Linked DNA regions of Zea mays: region 2 is linked to region 1. The links are chromatin contacts, called in public Hi-C maps. All regions are on one chromosome and are shown on one strand. The core of a region is the stretch at or near the end of the contact, and the rest is flanking DNA. Distances in the headings are between cores, read along the strand shown.

What was found. A called contact is a pair of places that touch in the nucleus more often than the background predicts.
Region 2: a contact with region 1 is called in a Hi-C map of leaf mesophyll, with 2.8 times the contacts expected there. The contact joins the promoter of LOC542319 here to the promoter of LOC100384319 in region 1. A contact is called at or near these places in 7 of 25 Hi-C or Micro-C datasets (bundle sheath, ear, endosperm and 3 more).

The regions. Positions count from the first base shown.
Region 1 is chr2:84,266,407-84,269,966 of Zm-B73-REFERENCE-NAM-5.0, forward strand. LOC100384319 (DnaJ protein ERDJ2A) reads right to left here and starts at 2,165. Exons shown (of 10, transcript NM_001322052.1): 1 at 1,754-2,165; 2 at 1,529-1,624; 3 at 929-1,049; 4 at 715-821; 5 at 388-605. The coding sequence starts at 1,939.
Region 2 is chr2:84,818,924-84,822,570 of Zm-B73-REFERENCE-NAM-5.0, forward strand. LOC542319 (acetyl-coenzyme A carboxylase) reads left to right here and starts at 1,573. Exons shown (of 33, transcript NM_001111903.1): 1 at 1,573-1,810; 2 at 2,268-2,325; 3 at 2,807-3,173; 4 at 3,323-3,529; 5 at 3,605-3,647. The coding sequence starts at 1,609.

The sequences.
Region 1 (3,560 bases), core at 915-3,414:
ATGGACTAATGGTTTCATCAGGCGCTGTGGTTTTGCATGTGCATAGCATCTTATTTTTTATCAACTCATCAATGCTTAATGGTAAAGTTGGAGCTGTGCAAATATATTTACCCAGCAGAAGTTTTTTAAAAAAAAGATCTATTGCTTGAACATTCAAGAAAAGAAGTCTCAAAGAGCAATAAGTCAATAATAATAAATCACAATCTCACTTCCAATATTAACAAAAATCTTCTGTTGCTAATGATATTACAGGCCTCATGTCAGTCTAACATCAAAATTCAAAAATCAGATACAGAGCACTTGCACTTTAAACAATATGTGCTAGGGAAACACAAATATTAAATTCCAAAAGTAACAGTGTTAAATGACATGTTCGCAAGTTCATACCTTGGAGCAAGAGATGGCTTCATAAAGTAGTAGTAAGTGGACAAAGTTTGATGCATGACATAGTTTCCAGTATATTTTGATGATCTTGACAAATAAATAACAGCTATCATCAAAGGCAATAATATACAAAATCCGACTATTCCAAGAAGCATTATCCCACCAGATGCACCATCAATATTTAGTAAAAACTTGGGCAAAGCAATGCCCATTTGCAGCCCCTGAATCATAAACAAGATGTATTACCCGTTAGCTTTAGCAGTTCATGGAACATGTGTTGCAAAATTTAGCTCTGATTGAGACATTAGGATCTAATGATGCTAATATTACCTGCCGCCCATCAGGGTGACCATATTTCTCATAATTCTCACGAGATATAGGATCAGTTAATGCTTGATATGCCTTGGATATATATTCAATGAAGTATTTATGAGCCTCTGGGTATGTGTGGGAGAAAAGGCGTAAGAAGAGTTCACCAGGTAAGATATATTTTTTCTTCATTGAGCAACATTAATAATTTATTATAGTGTTACAAATGAGGTACCTGGATCAGGATTTTTATCAGGATGGTACTGAATAGAAAGTCTCCTATATGATTTCTTGATATCAGATTCAGATGCCCCAGCTTCCAGTCCAAGAATACTGAAAGGCTCAAAAACTTGGACCTAAGAAAATTCAAAGCGAAATCATATAACAAATACTGTAATTATATCATGTTATAGACTTGCATGTATAATATCTTCATTTCACTGAATGTTTACGTAATATCAGTATAAAGATGGTTACATAATGGGCATGTTCGATATAAAGAGGCAGGGACATGTCCAACCCTGAAGTCACAAATATCTATGCTAGGAAACACATAACTCTATCTGGAATTAAGTAAGAATCAGACTATAGTTTAGACAAATCACAAATCACGTACAAATGACAACCAAATGAGTTTCCACTAGTAAGGAAAAAAAAAGGCAAATGAGGACAGTGGAAAGTATAAGCAGTTAAGCACTAGGACAGAGCACTTCCAACTGCCGAGAAAAACAGAAGCAGATCTGAGTTATGTTAACTTGATAAGTATACTTGTATCGCAGAAAGAATTGCTCTATCTGATAGCATCAAATTCTTAAGTAGCCCAAAGTTCACATACCTCACGGCTAACAAGCTTTATGTAGTAAACCAGGAATATCATAACAATCCAGAGCAGAAGGATGGTTAGGTTACTGCACGTGGAGAAGTTGGATATCTGTGAAATAAGGGAAGCAGAACTTATTAGTCAGAACAGCAAATCAAGCAACACCCCAAAACAGAAACCAAAAGTAGCCGAACAGAAGAAGTTTAAGAAAAAACAAGAACAAGAACGCGCCGTCCGCACCCTCTTGTAGATCGACTTGCGGTACTTGCCGGAGCGGTGGCAACCCGAGCAGCGGCAGTGGATGGTCTTCGCCTTCTCGGAGGCAGCGCGACACAAGCGCAGGATCGTGTAGGGCACGAGGGGCAGCGCGATCATGGTGAGTATAAAAATCAGGAACAGCGAGCTGTTCTCCTCTGCGGCCGCCATGGCTGCTGTGACCTACCTCCGCTCTCCCGCCCGGCTCGTCTGCGATGTCGCAGGATTTTGCGGAGCCAGGGCCGGATCTGGCAGTGAGGCGGCGGGAGGTGGTACGGGGCGCGCGGATCTGAGGGGTCGCCGGCAGGCGGAGCCACGGACGGAGGCGCGGCCGATTGGGATAGGTTTTGGGGTGTCTTCAGCGGTGCCGCGGTGGGCTGTAGCCTGTAGGCGGTAGTGGTACCACGACACGGAATCGGCACCGCAGAGTCGGTTTGGAGACAAAGCGGGGATGCAGTGGCCTCTCTCTCTCTCTCTCTCTCTCTCTCTCTCTCTCTCTCTCTCTCTCTCTCTCTCTCTCGTGTAAGGACCAAAACGGTAGGAAACGATTGAAAAACACTAGGCAATGTTTGGTTGAAGAGCCAAGTATAACGGAGTCATTCCGTCCTAGTTATGTTGTTGTTCGGTTATAAAGTAATTAGAACGGAATGTCTCTAATTAGGGAATATTTTTCTCAGATCCGAAATCATTCCGCTCCAAAAAATCAACCGAACGGAGCCGCTCTGTTCTCATCCCGCTCTCACAGTCACGCTCCGTTCCGTTCACTCTGCAACCAAACAAAAAACAGAGCTGCTCCGTTACAGATTACCAAACACAGAACAGAGCGGCTCCGTTCCTAAAATCAGGGATGGAACGGCTCCGTTCTACTTGGCTCCTCAACCAAACACTACCTAATACCGTTACTGTTTTCATATTTTGTTATCGGAAACGAAATCGGAAACGGTAATTTCGAAAACAGAAACGACATCGGTATTTCGAAATCATCGTGTCGGGGACCATAATTAGGGATACCACCAAAACTCCTAATCTCAGCTGGTAACCCCCGTCAGCACAAAGCTGCAAAGGCCTGATAGGCGCGATTCAGGACAAGGCTCCGTCCACTCAAGGGACACGATCCCGCCTCGCCCGAGCCCAGCCTCGGGCAAAGGCAGGCGACCCAGTAGGATTCACGTCTCGCCCGAGGGTCCCCTCAAGCAACGGACGCACCTTCGGCTCGCCCGAGGCCCAGGCTTCGCGGAGAAGCAACCTTGGCTAAATCGCCACGCCAACCGACCATATCGCAGGGGCATTTAATCCTGACGCGCGCTCCTCAGTCGAAAGAGCCGAAGTGATCGCAGTCACTTCGCCGCTCCACTGACCGAACTAACAGGAAAACAGCGTCGCCTGCCCTGCTTCGACTATTGTGCCACTCGACAGAGTGATGCTGACAGCAGCCAAGTCCAGCCTCGGGCGCCATAGGAAGCTCCGCCTCGCCCGACCCCAGGGTTCGGACTCAACCTCGACCTCGGACGACGGACTCCGCCTCGCCCGACCCCAGGGCTCGGACTCAGCCTCGACCTCGGACGACGGACTCAGCCTCGACCTCGGACGACGGACTCCGCCTCGCCCGACCCTAGGACTCGGACTCAGCCTCGACCTCGGAAGACGGTCTCCGCCTCGCCCGACCTCAGGGCTCAGACTCGACCTCGACCTCGGAGGAGCCTCCGCCTCGCCCGACCTCGGGCTCGGACCGACCACGTCACAGGAGGGGCCATCATTACCCTACCCCTAACTAGCTCAGGCTACGGGGAAC
Region 2 (3,647 bases), core at 323-2,822, 550 kb after region 1:
TTCCGCCGGCTCGTCGCCAGCGCCGCTCCCTCTGTCGCGGCCCAGTGGAGCTCGTCAGATCCGCGCGCTGCACGCCGATCTGCGCCACTGCTGGTGAGACCGCGCGCCGCCATTGCTCTCCTGGCTGCTGCCGGGGTGCCGGGTTCGTTGCTCTGCGTGGGTACGTACATACAGGGTTTAAGCTTGGTATGGATTCGTCAGCGCCAAGCCGGGGTTTTGCATGCGCCCGACTGGAGCGGAATTCCGTGAGCCCTGTACGGCAATGGCAACCCCAGGGTTACTGGGGTGGCTGAATGGTCTCGGCTTACGCAATTGTTTGTGGCAGCTGCGTGGGCTAAATGTAGGTTGTCTCTTGTTGCACTGCAGGATGGATGGGTAGCCTCTGGGCCGCCTCTGCTAGTGTCTAGCGTTGCTGACTGTGGTTTATTCAGGGATGCCCATGCCCATGCTAGATTGATAGGTGCCATTCTAATGGTAGGTGGCGGTAAGGTTTATTAAGCTGTAGTATCAGTAGGTAACCTCATGAATCAGGGTTTAAGCACACCTTTTCCTTTGTGTGGGTGCATAAGGAATGCACTTGGCTTCGTTCCCTGCTAGTCTTTGCTCATGTGTCATTCTACCAAGTGGGTTACTGTAACATTGCACTCTATGATGGTTGGTGGTTGTGCATCTTTTTGCTTCCCCTGGTTGTCTAATACCTGCATGTAACTGATGACCTTCTTTTATGTATCATATAGATTACATCCTTTTGTTGTACATCTCAATTCTGAAAAAACAATGTTTTGCATTCTTAGCGCTCTGTGCACAAGGAAAAGGAGGTTTTACCTGCAACTTTTTTTTTCGAGAAAAAACAAACCTTTCTGAAAGGCAGTGATCATTTAGTATAAAGAAAATTTGATTTACTTTCTTCAGAGAGAATATTCCAAACAAACAATTTTCTTACTGTCTGAGCCACGAAATTTGATCTTGATCTTACTTTCACAAGCCACATGAAGCCTTATCATCGCTCTGATAAAAAAACCAAATAGGTGATTCATAGAATGAGAAAAAGAACCTGTTGCCATTTGGGGACCTTGTTGTGTACTCATTATCCCCCCTGCTCAGGTTGAGGTTTCCTTGCCACTGCCACCCCTTGGCCCCTTCTTATACAACCATCTCCATTGAAAAAGATTTTGCACTACATTTGGGCTTCGTATGACAAAAAAGGAAAATAAAACTAAACAGCAGAAACATAGTATAATTATAGGTAAAAGGTTCTGGCAAGTTTGAGTGGAAGAGACCTTTGTATATTTGGACATATTTCACTAGTAAATAGTTTTCTAAAATCTTCATGAATGGTGGCCAATAAACTTGATAAGATCTCAACATGGCAGGTTCCTTCAAAATGAGAGGAAAACTGGAAACATCACAAATATTTTTTAGCGAGTGGCCTATAAATTATAATGTTGCTTTCATTTCTTTGATATTCAAAACTTCCTAAGAGTATTCTGCTAGAGCTCTGATGGTGTCTTTTGCCTCTGTCAGATTTTCCAGGAGTTTTCTTCCCTTTTTATGGCACTGTGCGTTTGAGAAGGTCTTCAATTGTGCTGTCTGGGCCACGGAACGACAATGTCACAGCTTGGATTAGCCGCAGCTGCCTCAAAGGCCTTGCCACTACTCCCTAATCGCCAGAGAAGTTCAGCTGGGACTACATTCTCATCATCTTCATTATCGAGGCCCTTAAACAGAAGGAAAAGCCGTACTCGTTCACTCCGTGATGGCGGAGATGGGGTATCAGATGCCAAAAAGCACAGCCAGTCTGTTCGTCAAGGTACTGTGAATATCTTTTGATACAAGCTAAAATTTTGCTACAGAATATATATTAAAGAGTTCTTTCTTGGCTGGTGTTGTTTATTTGTTTTAACATGCGAAAGGGCCTCTAGTTGAGTTGGTTAGGTGGCCTGAGTACCACTCCTTAAGGTCTTGAGTTTGATTTTCCGTCGGAGCGAATTTTAGGCTAGGGTTACCCCCCCACCCCCACCCGAATCTGCACAGTCCGGTCGTGGTCGTCCTCATATAGGCTACGATGTCATTGTGTATCGGCGGGCCAGGGGTTTAAGAGTTTTCTTGACCTTTGTTAGAAGATCTTAATAATACAATGTCCAAGGGCTGTCTTACCCTGTAGGTCGAGTTTTTAGTTGTTTTAACATGGTAATGTTTGAAGCCTCATTCTAGGTACCAATATAGATATGCTCACTGCTCAGTTTCAAATGTTTGTCTGCATGTAGGTCTTGCTGGCATTATCGACCTCCCAAGTGAGGCACCTTCCGAAGTGGATATTTCACAGTAAGGACTACAATATTTTGCGTACGTTTGTTTTGGAAAAAGAAAATATTCTCAGCTTATTTATACTAGCTTCGCTAATACTGAAATGCTGTCTTAATGTCCTGGTGCTGTATGCTCAATCTTTCATAGTAAATGCTGCAAAATATGTGATGTAACTGTTGCAACACAGCCAGGGACCTGTTATTTAGAGCATGGTGAATGCTCTGGTTCAGTTATATGATGTAGTTATAGCTCATGTTGAAGAATTAGTTGCAGTGTTTGCTGGACAATGGTCACTTATTATAAATCATATCTGCATACACATTTGTGACTTCTGTTGCTGTAAATGCCTGCATTTTTTGAGAAAAATTTAAATGCTTGGCCTAAATTGGACATATATGATAGACACAAAGCTGATTTGAACTTTGTTTATTTTTGACATCCATGCATATTGTCAGTGTTGTGAAAACAATACTAATCTTTTTTTTTTGTCTTTTTCCAGTGGATCTGAGGATCCTAGGGGGCCAACAGATTCTTATCAAATGAATGGGATTATCAATGAAACACATAATGGAAGACATGCCTCAGTGTCCAAGGTTGTTGAATTTTGTGCGGCACTAGGTGGCAAAACACCAATTCACAGTATATTAGTGGCCAACAATGGAATGGCAGCAGCAAAATTTATGAGGAGTGTCCGGACATGGGCTAATGATACTTTTGGATCTGAGAAGGCAATTCAACTCATAGCTATGGCAACTCCGGAAGACATGAGGATAAATGCAGAACACATTAGAATTGCTGACCAATTCGTAGAGGTGCCTGGTGGAACAAACAATAATAACTACGCCAATGTTCAACTCATAGTGGAGGTTAGCCTTGCTAATCTGTTAGTTTACTACTGGTCTGCTGTTTCCTTTATTTGTTGTATAATGATTGACATATTTAAGTAGAGAAATTTATATTTCTCCTCTGCTGTTGTGGAAGTCCAATTGTCACCATTAACTGTGAAATATTGCAGATGGCACAAAAACTAGGTGTTTCTGCTGTTTGGCCTGGTTGGGGTCATGCTTCTGAGAATCCTGAACTGCCAGATGTATTGACCGCAAAAGGGATCGTTTTTCTTGGCCCACCTGCATCATCAATGAATGCTTTGGGAGATAAGGTCGGCTCAGCTCTCATTGCTCAAGCAGCCGGGGTCCCAACTCTTGCTTGGAGTGGATCACATGTGAGTCTCACTCTTTGATTACTATCTGCCTGTCTCATTGCTCTCTCTTTCATATTCTAATGACACTAAATTTAGGTTGAAGTTCCATTAGAGTGCTGCTTAGACGCGATACCTGAGG